3 separate regions of the Mus musculus genome follow, and all the other regions are linked to region 2. The links are chromatin contacts, called in public ChIA-PET and promoter capture Hi-C maps. All regions are on one chromosome and are shown on one strand. Each heading gives the region's core, a stretch centred on a gene start, on an enhancer-like site or on the middle of the called end of the contact. The rest is flanking DNA. Distances are from core to core; before and after follow the strand shown. Region 1 overlaps Smyd4 (SET and MYND domain containing 4). Region 2 holds the start of Inpp5k (inositol polyphosphate 5-phosphatase K). Region 3 holds the start of Prpf8 (pre-mRNA processing factor 8).

Region 1 (4,459 bases), core at 383-2,882, 230 kb after region 2:
GGTCCTGTGCACTGTAGGTTTAGCCTTTACTAGATGCTGGCAGCCATAACAATCAAAACTGTCTCTAAACACTGCCAAATGCCATTTGCAATCCCTTCTAGTTGAAAACCACTGCTTTAAAAGGAATAAGAGGCAAACCAGGGAAAGGGCCGAGCCCTGGAGTTGAGAGAGCAGGGACTGAGGCAGCCAAGGGAGGTGTGATTAAGCAGACAGGAATGCTAGAGGCGGGTGAGGCTGCCTCCAAATCCTCCCTGGGAAGCTCCATGCAGACCTAATGGCTTTCTCCACATCCTCAGGAAGGAATTCAAAGCTTAAAGTCTATCAGTGAAGCAGAGGGCAAATATCTGTCCTAAAGAGGAAATAAAAGAGTTTCAACATGCTTTAAAGCACTGTAGCAAAAAGCCATACACAGAAGCACCTAGGAAAACACAGAGCACTGTGTGCCCTGGCCAAACACTAGGAAAAAGAAAGGCCTACCCATTGAATAGGACTTGGGCCAGTTTGAAGAGCTCATGGCCAATTTCAACACTGGATGGCCCATGGCGAGTTTCAACCACCTGGAGACTCTTCTGTACATGGGCAGCAGACTTTAGCCAGTTCCCTGTGAGAAGAGAAATGTCTCATTCCGGAAAAGAAACACCATTAGCCTAAGGCTCTGGGGGCAAGGAATGCAGAATGGGAGGGAGAAGAGCGTCAATTCAGATGGCAAGAGAGAACCAAACAGACAAGGCAAGGGCCGCACTGAACACACGGCAGGGAAGGAGAACTCCGGCTATACCTAAGGTAGCATACCTAAGGTAGCATGGGCCTGGGCCAGGCCATCTTCAATTTCCCCCAGTACGGTGTGCTCTGCTGACAAGAAGCTCTCAGCAGCCTCCCGGCACCGCAACAACTGCTGAATGGCTTGCTCTATGGATTCAAAGGAAAAATGCCTCACAACAGATACAGATCTAGTCCTGGACACGAGAGACCACGTTGCAAGGTCTCTATCGGTTAGGTCAAAGTGAAAATGCCTCTTTATCTCACGGAGTCAACAGCCGGGCATTCCAGGGAAGCTGTTGGTTGCTTATGTTTTCTCTTTCAGTAAAAGAGGTGTTAGATGAGGCTTCCTCACATTTACCCTGGGCTTCTAACATCCATTTTCCAACCAACATTTAACAACCAACTCTACATTCCTCCTGTAATCATTAGTTTTCTTGACTCTAGGCTAAAGGTCAACTTCAGAATCTAGGCTAGAATAGTCAAAACAGATTCCTACCATGTCAGGGTCTAACATCGAGTTCTGCAAATCCCTTTCTGAAAAGAGAGGAGTCCTTTCTTTCTCTCAGCTCTCAGCTCAGGCTAGCTACCGAGCTCTACTCCTGAGTCACACCACGAGCCCAGGCAGCACTCAGGACTTGCTGCTGCTGCTGAGGGCAGAGCAACCTTCTCGGAGCTTAGGTCCTTAAGCTGGGAATCAGATGATGGCATTGGACCTCTGGAGCCACACAAAGCCCATGGAAGTCAGACAGCCTTTCTGGTGCTCGAGCTGCTAGAACTATCTGGCGCAGCAGACACAGCTTAAACCATCAGGAAGACTTTCAAGGGCACCAGAGTAACAGCTGGTCACAGTCTGGTCTCACTGGCCTACATAGCCATCTTGTGGCTGGTGCTGGGATAATTAAATTCAAGTCCTCAGTCATTTATTGAGGACTGCTCAGTAAGGCAAGGTGATACCAAAATAAACAAGGGAAGGGCTGAGGCCTAGGGCGAGGGAGCCAATCTCACCTGGTTTACCGGTTCGGAGAAGCTTCTGGGCCATGCAGACCTGTTGCTGAAGGTCCTGCAGGCGAGAGACTAGCTGGTCCCTGCTGACAGAGTTTGTGCAAGATTCGTTGCTACAGCTCAGCACATCATTTCCCTGTGGAAGTCAGTTCTATTTTTATTCCTAAGCGAGAACAGTTATCAATACTGCATATTGCATGTACTTGAGCTAAGGAGTCACTGACCTGATGAGGAAGAGACTTCTTCAATAACACACGCAAACAAGGCCTGAGTGAATTCTGATAGCAATTCTAATGAAAGAAGCAGCTAATCCCACTCTGAGGTTTAATTTTTGAACAGAATTGATAAGCGTTTGTAATCCTTTTCACCTTAGCAGCCCCTCTCATCTCCTTTTGGGACCAGGACTTTAGATGATAAACACACGTATAATGGCTATTTTAAAACGCCATAGGAAAACCAATATAGAAAGCTGGATGGGTGGTGGTAGTGTACAGCAGCACTCTGGAGGCAGAGGCAGGCAGATCTCAGTGAATTTGAGGGTAGCCTGGTCTACAGAGTGAGTTCCAGGACAGCCAGGGCTACACAGAGAAACCCTGTCTCAAAAACAGACAAATAAACAAACACAGAACTCTGGATGTGGTGACACATTGCAGTAAAGTGGCACTTGGAAACTAAAGGCAGTAGGATGGCAATTCTGAGGCCAGTCAGCTTTAGAATAAATTCTAGATCAACCCTGCAGGAAGAGAGGAAGAAGCAGAAGAGAGATATGGCTCAAAGGATAATCATCTTACTAGGAATCTATCAGGGAAAGCCAGGTATAGGCCTGTAAATATCACTGCATTTGAGAAGCTGGGACACGAGGATCTCAAGTTTGAGGCCAGCCTGGGCTCTGAAGTGAACTCTAGGTTATCTGGGGATACAGAGTAGAAGGAAGACTGTCTCAAGAGTGAGCAGGATCGAGGGAGCACTAATGCACAGGGCGCTTAGGCCCAGCATGGTGGCACACCTGGGAGAGGTAGCAGAGGGCAGGAGCCAAGGCTACACAGAGAGACGCTGCCTAAAACACAAAACAAAACAAAACATGCTGGGGAAGGCTTCATTCTTGACCCTTGGCTTTACAATTTTCAACACAGCCAATTCCATTTACTTATTTCTAATGAGAATGCCATGCTCTGGTGTGGAGACCATTTTGCATTGGGGCATGAATGTTGAAGACTCCAGTGTCTACACCATTACCTGGCAGTAGCACCCAAGGGTCTGCTCTCATGCTCTCCACTGTGGCTCTTCCCTCTGGGTCAAAGGCTGAGGGAAAACTATGTGGGTCGGATTTTCCCACAGTTACTACAGAGTGTGTCTGATGAGGCCAGCACAGAGAGATGGAATTGAACAGACAGAAAATCCACAATCTGGGTCCCCAGATTAAACCATCTCTGAAATAGCTCCTTGGAATGGTGATCTCTTAGATGGGGTGTCACTTGAGACTGGCCTCCGACTTGAGATCCTTCTTCCTCAGCCTCCTGAGTGCTAGGGTTACCAGTACCCAAGTGCTAGGCCTGATGCACAACTTTTGATGACTTATTTGAGCAAGTAAATTTCTAGGGCTTTTTTTTTTTTTTTTTTTTTGGTCCCTTTGTGTAATTTAAGATTTTGTGTCACTTATAGGGAAAATATTAGGAAATACAACCTGTGTTTTCTGCAGGACCGGGCGACATGTAGGGAGGAGTTACAAGAAGGGAAGCAGGAATGGTTCTCCTGGCGACTGACAACCTTTAGCTGGAGCCCTGCCCCTGGGAACAGCAGAGATTTACCTGCATGAGCGCTCTGCAAGTCTTACAACAGAAGGCTTCCCATCTGGGAGCTGCAGCTGCTCTCAGTGTCTCAGCGTGACAGGCCCCACAGCGGCAGTCAAAGAAGTACTGAGAACTCAGCCTCTGCTGCCTCTCAGCAACGCCCATCCGGCTCTCGTGAGGCCCTGGAGAGAGATTACCCACAGTTCCTAGTCACACCAAGAGAGTCAATGCCTACTCTACCGAGGGGCTGGCCTAGTCATCACGTGACTGGCATGGTGGTGCTGGGTTGGGGTCCTGGCTCAGTGATAGACACTAGCCTAGCCTATATGAGGTTGGGTACTCTGCCCTATCATCTCAGAAAAAACAACAAAACACGGGTGAAAGTGGATACGTTTCCAAGCTGCTGGGGCAGGAAGAAAGAAGCCAAGAAAGTGCTCCTCGCTCATTTTCAGGATAGGCTGTCTACAAGGCATGGAGGGATATGGCTCACTGCCCTCAACGGGCTTTTTTATTACAGCCAGAAGACCTTTTTTATTGGCCCAAGGATGCATTGCCCTTTCCAGGAAAGACTCAGAGGATGAGTAGAGGCACTGGGCCCATATCTGCTGATTCCTGTCCCCTTATCCTTTTCATGTGAGGTGTGAGGCACAGCAGGGTAGTGGAAAGAAAGGCTGGCTCACCATAGCAGTGCAGAATCTCCTGTCCTTTTGCGATCCTCTGTGCTGCCCGGACGGTGGCGACAGTGCCAGTGAAGGACACACTGGTGTTGGGCCTGCAGGAGTGGTTCAGGAGGCTGACAACAGGGAAGATGCCTGTGGCAAGGCGTATCTGCCTGCTGTTGGTAATGATGCTCTCGTTAGACCCTGGAAGTGCAAGAACAGAAGGAAATGTGCGTCAGGACATTT
Region 2 (4,563 bases), core at 560-3,059:
ATGCCCAGCTTGCTTCTGCATCGTGTGGTAGGAAAGAGGAAAAGGAGCAGTGGATTACCCAGCTTTCACCTTCCCTTTCATGCCTGGAAAGCAGGAATCTCTTCCCTCCCTCCAACTGGCTCTTCTAGGCAGGTTTACAGTCGCCCATAGCTGGCAGTACCTGGCACAGAGCTGCCAAAGGGAGCTCAAATGCCATTGGCCAGAAGGAAAGAATGATTGCGTTTGAGAGACAGGAACCTATTAGCCCCTCCAGCTACAGAAACCTCACTCATCCTCTGTGGCCCAGTCAGCAACTCTGCATGCTTACTCCTCAACCTATGGGTTCCCAAGAGCACCGAGAGGGAATTGGAGGTTGACTGAGCATGGCCATGTGCTTCAGAGCTACGAGAACAGAAACTCAGAAAGAGAGAGGCTGACAGCGTATTCCCTTCCCCTCTCCTACCTTGCAGATCCTTGGCACACAACAAATCCTGCCAAGGCCTTCACGTAGCCTAGGGACAAGTTTCTGAGTAACAGGTTTCTTATTATCTGTCTCACGAGTCTACTCTCTCTTGGGACAAGTCGCCAGTTGGTACATAACATTCCAACCTCCGCTCTCCACAAGTCTCAGTATCAGGAGAAATAATCAACAGCTCTTAAATACCACCACATCCATCACAAGTTCAGAAAAGCGAAGACTTAGGGAGACCTTCAGTGAGGGTGTTGCTATAGCAACACTCCAAGAAGCCCAGACTGTCTCCAGGACAGAGCAAGCAGGAGCTCAGACTCTACAGATGAAACCTGAGTTCCAAGAATACCGAGGCACTGAAGCACAAGATCCCGCAGAGCCACCCAAAAAGGGGAGGGGGGCATTTCCTTCTCCACCAGAGCCTGTTCTTAAAGTGTGACTTGTAAACAAAACAAAACAAAAAAATTCCTGGTTAGCTTCAAGCAGCTCCCTGCCTCTCCCTATGAATATAAACAAAATAATACAAAAACCTTCCTCTCAAGTCCTCTGAGAGACTGTCATTTTGTCTGTTTACAGTCTCCCCCTGCTGTCCGGCAGGTAACCGGTTTCTTTACTCAGTGGCTCCTTGTATTCCCACTCTAAGTGGATAAAAAATAAAACTCGGGATTTGGCATCCCAATCCTCAACTTTGATGATTAGTAACAAATCCATGCACCGCGAATTACGCTCAATTGGACGATTAGCAGTGTTCCTCGTGATTTAAGAGCGGGCATGAGACCAGGCTTTACCTCGCTAAAGGATCTTATCTAAATCTGATTTCGGATTTCTAGAGATCACAGCCCGATCAAGAAGACCCCATGATGTACTGCTGAAAAACAGGAACAAAACTTCTAATCTACAACTGTAGGGGCAAATGTTGGTCCTTAGCAATCTAACCCTGTCTGCTCCAAGAATCAACTGGACACTTGCTTGGGGAGCATCTGCAGTGACCAACTCGGCAGCCAAAGTTTAGAGCGTGCATCAATCCTAACATAGCCCTTTCAGTACTGGCCTGACAGAATTCGGGTATCTAAACTAGGGCAGCCTTGATCCTACTGTGGTTTTGAAATCCAGCCCCACAAATCAGACTGGGCTGAAGACAGCTAACCGCCAGGAACCGACCGGCCTACACCTGCGTCCTCACCTGAGTGCAAAGCCTTTCGGTGCGCTCGGCCTCCTTAGACTCACAGCCGACATTATTCCCTCGCGGTAACCCGGTGTGTTCCTGTCTCCGTGCTGCATCTAGTGCGAGCCGGAGCAGCCCTTGGTCTCCGGTCTCAGCAGCACTGCTCCCTCCGGATTGTTTTTCTTCCGGATTCGGACTGCGCTTCGGCTTCCGTAGGAGGTGGATCCAGAGTGTCTAGGGTTTTGGGGTGCGGTTGGAGGACAGAGGCGGGGCTTTACAGCAGAGCGAACCGCCCAGAGGCGGAGCTGAGCCAGGCTCAGAGAGGCGGGCTCTACATGTCATCCACTCCCGACGCCATACCGCCGGCCCGGACGCGGGAGTGGGCGGTGGCGGGGCCACCTAGGCTCCGCATTCCCAGCCTGCTTTGCGCAAGGGCGCGGGCGTGAGGAGCGTTGAGGGCGGAAGTTGCTGCGGCTCGAGGACTCGGGCTGCTTCGTGATCGTCCCGCAGCGTACGGTCTTCGCTGTCGCCTGCCCACCCTCAGAAACCGGGAGTGGACAGGATGGGGAGCCTCACTGTAGTCTGTTCGGCCTCTCTCGCCCACACTATAAGTAATTTCTCATGTTCCTTGGCGCCCTCATAGGGGTCAGAGAACACTTCCATTCATTTAAGTGACTTGGTGATCGTCATTTAAAAAAATTTTTTTTTCCATCTGAGACAGTCTTGCTAGTAAGTACTGGGGCTTGTTATACAGACCAAGTTGATTTTCCGACCTCAGCTGAGATTACACCACCACGCCCAACTTGAAACTAGTTTTGCTGAATACAAAGCAAAATAATTTAGGATCCCCGAGAGCTATCAGTGAATGAAAAACAAGCCGTTGCTATTTGGTGTATATTCATGGTGACTGTTTACTTTGCCAGACACTTCGATTTATTATTTCCTTTAGATCTCTGGGTCTTAATTTTTGAGGGGTAGGGGGGATAGTGCATGGGGTTGTTTTTACAGTTATGACTTCCCCCAGGGAAATGGGAGTGTTGTTTTAGCACACTGTAGTACCAGCTACCCAGTGATGCCTCAAGAACCCACAAAAGCTCCACTACCTGAAATACATGTTCTGGAACCCGGTGTAGTGATGTTATTTCCAAAACTCACCGAGATTGGTTACTCCAAGTTTGAGTCCAGTTTGGGCTACCTTAAAGTTTCAGGGCATTCGAACTGTGCTGTGATTCATTCTCAAAATGGAAGGGAAGGGGACAACTTCTACCAAGTCTAACTAACCACCTGAGCTTTACCCCTGGATGGAAGACAAGAATCACAGTTGTAGCCATAAACACAGTAATAAAGCTGAAAGTACTGGAGAGGGCTCACAAGTTAAGAGCACTTACAGACCACTGAAGTTGGGTTTGATTCCCTTCACCCACACGGTGGCCCATAATCATTCTAATTCCAGTTGCCCTTTCCCCTCTCTGGGTACTAAGCATGCCAGTGGTGCACATTAACCTCGTCCACTTGCAGTGAAATTAACAAACCTGGTCTAGTATTCTCATTAGGCCAAGCTAGCCTCAAACACAGAAAGATCCACCTGCCTTCCAAGGGCTGGGATTAAAACCCCGTGGCACCATGCCTTTAAACAAGCTTTTTATTTCTATTGTGCGTGTGTGCACGTGCACGCCAGCATGTGCACCAGAGTGCAGGTCTGGGAGACTTGAAGCATCAGGTTCCTCTGGAGCTGGAGTTCTAGGCAGTTGTAAACTGAGATGTCGGTGCTAGGAATTGAACTCGGCTCCTCTAAAAGAACAGTACATAACCGCCGAGCCATCTCTCCAGCCCCCAGAGTATGATTTTTTTCTTCTTTATTTCTGAAGCCCAGGCATGCTCTTCCTGGTGCTTTGGGTTTTTTCATTCTTTCTACCCAACCTTGTCACCATGTGACTGCTCAAAAGGGAGACTTCTTTCAGGCAGTTGCCAAGATTTACAGTTTGCTTGCCCTGTTGTTTTTCTCCTGAAACTAATAAAATATTTTAAGTCCATGACTTAAAATTAAGAATAAAAAATAAATGTATTGCTTAGTAGAGTAAAAGAGAGACAAAAGCAAAAATGGCTTACAGATGTGCACTGCTGCATAAGAAAACTGAATTGACATGGGACTAATTTTTTTTTTGTCTTTTGTTTTTTTGAGACAGGGTTTCTCTGTATAGCCCTGGCTGTCCTGGAACTCACTTTGTAGACCAAGCTGGCCTCGAACTCAGAAATCTGCCTGCCTCTGCCTCCCGAGTGCTGGGAGTAAAGGCGTGAGCCACCACGCCCGGCTGACATGGGACTATTTTAATTGACCTTTTTTTTAATGCCTGTTAGGTAAATACTACCACTGAGCTATACCATACCCCAGCCCGAATCCATACTGTAAGTGACTTTTTTGGACAAGGAATACTTTATTTACATAAAATGTCAGAAATACCACTGTATCTTCTCATAATCCTCTCCTGTAAATAAACTGGGGAGATATCAGTAGGAGCTTTAAGGACATCTAAGTTGAAAAATGGACATAGGAACATCACCAATAAGCTAGACTCCAAAAAACTCTGTCTAGGATTTTATTAGACTGCTTTTTTCCCCCCAATATACCTGTATTGGAAGATTGAGACAAAAAGGCACAAACTCACATTAAATAAACAGGAAATCTAATCAGTTCTATAAAGTGTAGTCTGTAAAAGAAGTAGCACTAAGAACCAACCCAAGGACGTCAGAGGTCCAGGGGGGACTGAAAGGAAGAATGTGGAAGGATACACACATGCCCACAGCAGTGACCCTGACCTGTCCCTCCCCAGTGTCTCTCCACAAGAAGGCTGGAGCCCAGCAGGCCTTGTGCAGAGACACTGCTGCTCCCGCTGGGAGTAAAGCAGACCCTGGAAATGTAATGGAAGCAGCCAGTCTGAAGAAGCATGTC
Region 3 (4,182 bases), core at 962-3,461, 140 kb after region 2:
GAACTCACTCTGTAAACCAGGCCATCCTCAAACTCAAAGTAATCAGACTCCCAAGTGCTGGGGTTACAGGCGTATGCTATTACCTTGCCCGGCAAGAAGTTGTTGTTATTGTTATTTCTTTTTTTTTTTTTTTTGCCGTCGTACTTTTATTCACATCATGTATTGTTATTTCTATTAATGGTTTTTTCAAGACAGAGTTTCTCTATATAGCTCTGGCTGTCTTGGAACTCACTCGGTAGACCAGGCTGGCCTTGAACTCTGAAATCAGCCTGCTTCTGCCTCTCGAGTGCTGGGATTCAAGGCGTGCACCACCACTGCCTGGCTAAGAAATTATTTTTTGGCTAAGAAATTATTTTTTGCAATAAAACTCTCAAGGTGGGGCTAGAAAGATGGCTCAGCAGTTAAGAGCACTGATTGCTCTTCCAAAGGTCCTGAGTTCAATTCCCAGCACCCACATGGTGGCTTACAACCATTTGTGATGGGATCTGATGCCCTCTTCTGGTGTGTCTGAAGACATCTACAGTACACTCATATAAATGAATTAAATAAATCTTTAAAAAGGAAAAAAAACAAAAACAAAACAAAACAAAAAAACTTCCAAGGCTTCCCCCACATCAATTAATTAACAGGCCAAATTTTTGTATCCAAATGGAATGTTAAGAATCTCTGCAGCTTGAGGTGGAAGAATTAACAGTAAAAGAGCGACCCCAGGAATGAACTATCCTAAACCTCTGAATGATAGTGACCAAAGAGGCATCCAGAATGCCTAGTGTCTTAATTTGAGCTTCAAACAGTTCCACAATACCAGACATTTTACAACAACACCAGCAGGGCAAAGCAAAACAATCAATGGCATAGGTAGACGATCTGGAAACTATCACAGAATCCCAGTGGTCCTAGCCTTACTCCTACAGTCATCCTATGTACAGCCTAGAGCCATGTTCCATGCTGGACACGGTGACATCTGCCTTCAATCCCAGCTCTTTGGAGGCAGAGGCATGGGGATCCCTATCGGTTAAAGGGCAGCCCGGTCTACAGAGCTAAATCCAGGGCAAAAATGCCCACACAGGGAAACTGTCTCAGTTAAAAAGTCACATTCCAAATGCTAGTCCCTCTATCCAGCACTGTCAATGAAGGGGCAGAGGAAGGAAAGAAGTCAAACTCCATATGATATTATCCTGGGATGTTACTCACCCCAAATAGACCCTTTTGTCATGACGGAACTTCCTGTTGGTCATGTCTCCATGGTCTCGAATGATCTTCCTGACATGTTCTGGTGGCATGTCTTCCTTCTGAGCATCCACAAACCCAAATTTCCGCTTCTCTGCATATCGCTTGGCCTGCAACTGCTGCCATTTTCGAGCTAGAAAAGCACCTCAGCTTAAAGGGCTGCACACATTTACCCTAATTATCCCTAACTCTTGCCCTGGGGCAACCCTCGGCATGCTGTGAAGAGAAATACTCACTGCCAAGTATCCTGCCATTTTACTACCCCAAACCACCTGATATTTTTGCTATAGATGTTTTGGGGAGGGTTGTTGTCTAATTCCTACATAGTAATGCAAACCCTATAAGGAAACAGGTTTTATCGTCATTGATGCATTTTACACACACACACGTACACAATAAGCTCCTGCAAAATAACAGGCACTTCCAAACTTTCAATGATTGGACTCAATTTTTAAAAATGTAAATACTGCTAATAAGCACACCCCTGATGACCTGCCTATGGAGGGAAGAAATGAAACCCGCCTACACGTTCGAGCCCGCGCACGCCGTTCCCGTTCGCCTCTCACCTTTCTCCTGCAGCTTCTCCTCTGACATATAATCCGGCAGCGGGGCTAGAGGGCCGGGCACCGGGTTACCCGGCCCTCGGTAAGGAAACACTCCGGCCATGCCGGGAGAATCTGGGATAGAGAGGCAGGCCAAAACTAATGAGCTAGGCCCGGGCCCACAAGGGGCAGATGGAACACGTCCGGAGCCCCCTGGCCTGCACTCTAGCCGGGCTGAGCGCTCGGGACCCGGGCCTGGCGCAGCTCCTCGGGCCGCTCGGCCCACTCGATTACCTTGCGCTCAGCCTCAGACGCCCACCACCCACCTGTCGCCCCTCACTCAGGTAGCGGCTAGGCTCGCAGAGCAATGGCGGAAAGACGACGTCCGCTCCGCGTTCCCAACTCCAGGAAGTGCGCAACCAGGCTCAGAAGCTCATCCAATAGACGCCGAGATGCTCTGATGGATTAGCGACATCTCCAATTGACGTTGCAGCCCGAGCCGGAGAGGCGGGTCTAAAAGCGGATTTCAGGGCGAGGGGTGTGGTCAGGGTAGGCTCACGCCCCGCCTTCTGCCAGTCAGTTTAGGAGCCCTCTCTAATAGATCTGACATTTAATTGGCTATTGATATTGTTCCTCAAAAGCCAAAGCCATACAATTTTAATAAGTTTGCGTACGTTGCACATTTCCCCTATATTTATTCTCATGAATTCAGAGCTGATATGTAGTACTAACTCCTACTCAATGAATCCTTTGTTCTTCTATTCCTTCATTACATTACTGTTAATAGTGGTAACTATGTACCAAAGAGTCAAATAACTCTTGGACCATCCAAGGCAGAAGGAAGGCTGGCAAAAATGTATGATGATCTGGGATGGGAATGTACTTCAGTTTGTACAGGAGGCCCTTGGTTCATTCCATTTCTGGCAATGCATAGACCTGTAGGATCTCAGCACTGGTGGGGGGTGGGGGGTGGGGGTGGAGGGGCGGGAGGTTAAAGGCAGAATAGTCATAAATTCAAAGTCTGGTCCTGGAAAGAGGACTAAACGATTAAGAGCTTTAGCTGTTCTTCTAGAGAACCTGGTGTGATCCCCAGCACATGGTGCCTCACGACTGTCCGAAACTCTGATTCTAGGGGGATCTGAAAACCCTCTTCTGCCCTCTGTAGATACAGAACACACATGGTGCACATACATACATGCAACCCAAACAACCCATATACATAAAATATTTTTTTTTCAAAAAGACATTCAAATTCTTCCTCGGCTATATAGTGTTTACCAAACCTCAAAAACAAAACAAAACAAAACAAAACAAAGAATCATTAATGTTTTGCCTTCATGTATGTCTGCCCACCACGGACATGCCTGGTACCCAGGGAGATTAAAAGAAGACATTAGCTCCCCTGGAATGGAGATAGGTATGATCTACCACTTGGGTGCTGGGAACCTGGGTCCCCTGCAAAAGCAGTAAATCTTTTTAACCCCTAAGCTGTCTCTCCCAACGCCTAAAGATTCTTGTAACACAGCATGATGAGCACTGGCAAGCATAGCATGGTAATCTGACTTCAGGGCGCCAGATTTTGAGCTTAATGCTTGATTATTAGAAGTAACGTACTAGATTTAATGCCTGGAGCTTCAAGCAACAAAATTAACTGAAGAATAAAAATAAAAACCCTGCCAGCCATGATGGTAATCCCAGAACTTGAGAGGCAGAGGCAGGTGATCTCTGTGTTTTCAAGGCCAGCCAAATCTACATAGCAAGTTCCAGTACAGCACAGCCAAGGATCTAGAGAGAGACTGTATCAAAACAAATAATCGTGCTTCTTTGGGAGATGGAAAGGAGATAACCTAGAAAACTTAGAAATGTCTCTGGGGAATTTCACTGGTAACGACCTTCTTCTCTCATTTCTCTTTCCTCTATCTGGCAACGATCACTCTAACGCATGCTATAGACAAGAAAAAAAAATGTTCTGTGTAAATCATAAACCAATAAAGACCTTAGAAGGAAGCTTAGGAAAAAATATAGGAGCAGGACTGAGGATGTAGCTGACTGTAGAGCATTTCCAAGTATTGCAAGGAGAGTCTATATTATAGCCTGACGAGGAAAGATGGATGAGAAGGATTTGACTGCAGCAAAAGATCAGAAACAAAGTAATTCCAGGTGGCCAGAACAGCTACAATACTTTTCTCTCCACAATGTTAAGAATTGAGCCCAGGGCTGGGCAGTGGTGGTGCACACCTTTAATCCCAGCACTTGGGAGGCAGAGGCAGGCAGATTTCTGAATTCCAGGCCAGCTACAAAGTGAGTTCCAGGACAGCCAGGGTATACAAAGAAACCCTGTCTTAAAAGAAAGAAAGAAAGAAAGAAAGAAAGAAAGAAAGAAAGAAAGAAAGAAAGAGAGAAAGAAAGA

The links. Promoter capture Hi-C pulls out the DNA fragments that hold promoters and counts their contacts. ChIA-PET counts read pairs in DNA pulled down with a chosen protein or histone mark.
Region 1: a promoter capture Hi-C map of liver shows a contact between it and region 2, with 2.3 times the contacts expected there. The contact joins the enhancer-like site here to the promoter of Inpp5k in region 2. A contact is called at or near these places in 5 of 39 promoter capture datasets (the HPC-7 cell line, hippocampal neurons, liver and 1 more), 1 of 15 datasets of contacts at CTCF or cohesin (large pre-B cells), 4 of 484 Hi-C or Micro-C datasets (the HL-1 cell line, large pre-B cells and muscle stem cells), 5 of 115 datasets of contacts at active chromatin or transcription factors (the 230-238 cell line, bone marrow-derived macrophages, embryonic limb bud and 2 more) and 3 of 9 other capture datasets (adipose tissue, liver and pancreatic islet).
Region 3: a contact with region 2 is called in an RNA polymerase II ChIA-PET map of effector CD8 T cells, with 52 read pairs. The contact joins the promoter of Prpf8 here to the promoter of Inpp5k in region 2. A contact is called at or near these places in 7 of 39 promoter capture datasets (the 3T3-L1 cell line, the C10 cell line, the HPC-7 cell line and 4 more), 6 of 115 datasets of contacts at active chromatin or transcription factors (the SCID.adh cell line, bone marrow-derived macrophages, effector CD8 T cells and 2 more) and 3 of 9 other capture datasets (adipose tissue, liver and pancreatic islet).

The regions. Positions count from the first base shown.
Region 1 is chr11:75,399,559-75,404,017 of GRCm38.p6, reverse strand. It overlaps Smyd4 (SET and MYND domain containing 4), which reads right to left. Exons shown (of 11, transcript NM_001102611.1): 6 at 4,235-4,417; 7 at 3,573-3,736; 8 at 1,768-1,900; 9 at 793-909; 10 at 478-601. Among named protein-coding and RNA genes, the nearest start is that of Serpinf1, 21 kb to the left of the region's middle. Within about 2 kb of position 1,632, at least 141 of the 459 cell types and tissues checked have an H3K27ac peak or open chromatin away from gene starts, as enhancers often do. A contact at or near this core is called in the HL-1 cell line, adipose tissue, embryonic limb bud and 5 more, where this site is marked.
Region 2 is chr11:75,628,266-75,632,828 of GRCm38.p6, reverse strand. Inpp5k (inositol polyphosphate 5-phosphatase K) reads right to left here and starts at 1,809. Exons shown (of 12, transcript NM_008916.2): 1 at 1,632-1,809. The coding sequence starts at 1,729. It overlaps Pitpna (phosphatidylinositol transfer protein, alpha), which reads right to left. Exons shown (of 12, transcript NM_008850.2): 12 at 4,025-4,563.
Region 3 is chr11:75,484,806-75,488,987 of GRCm38.p6, reverse strand. Prpf8 (pre-mRNA processing factor 8) reads right to left here and starts at 2,211. Exons shown (of 42, transcript NM_138659.2): 1 at 1,797-2,211; 2 at 1,195-1,363. The coding sequence starts at 1,896.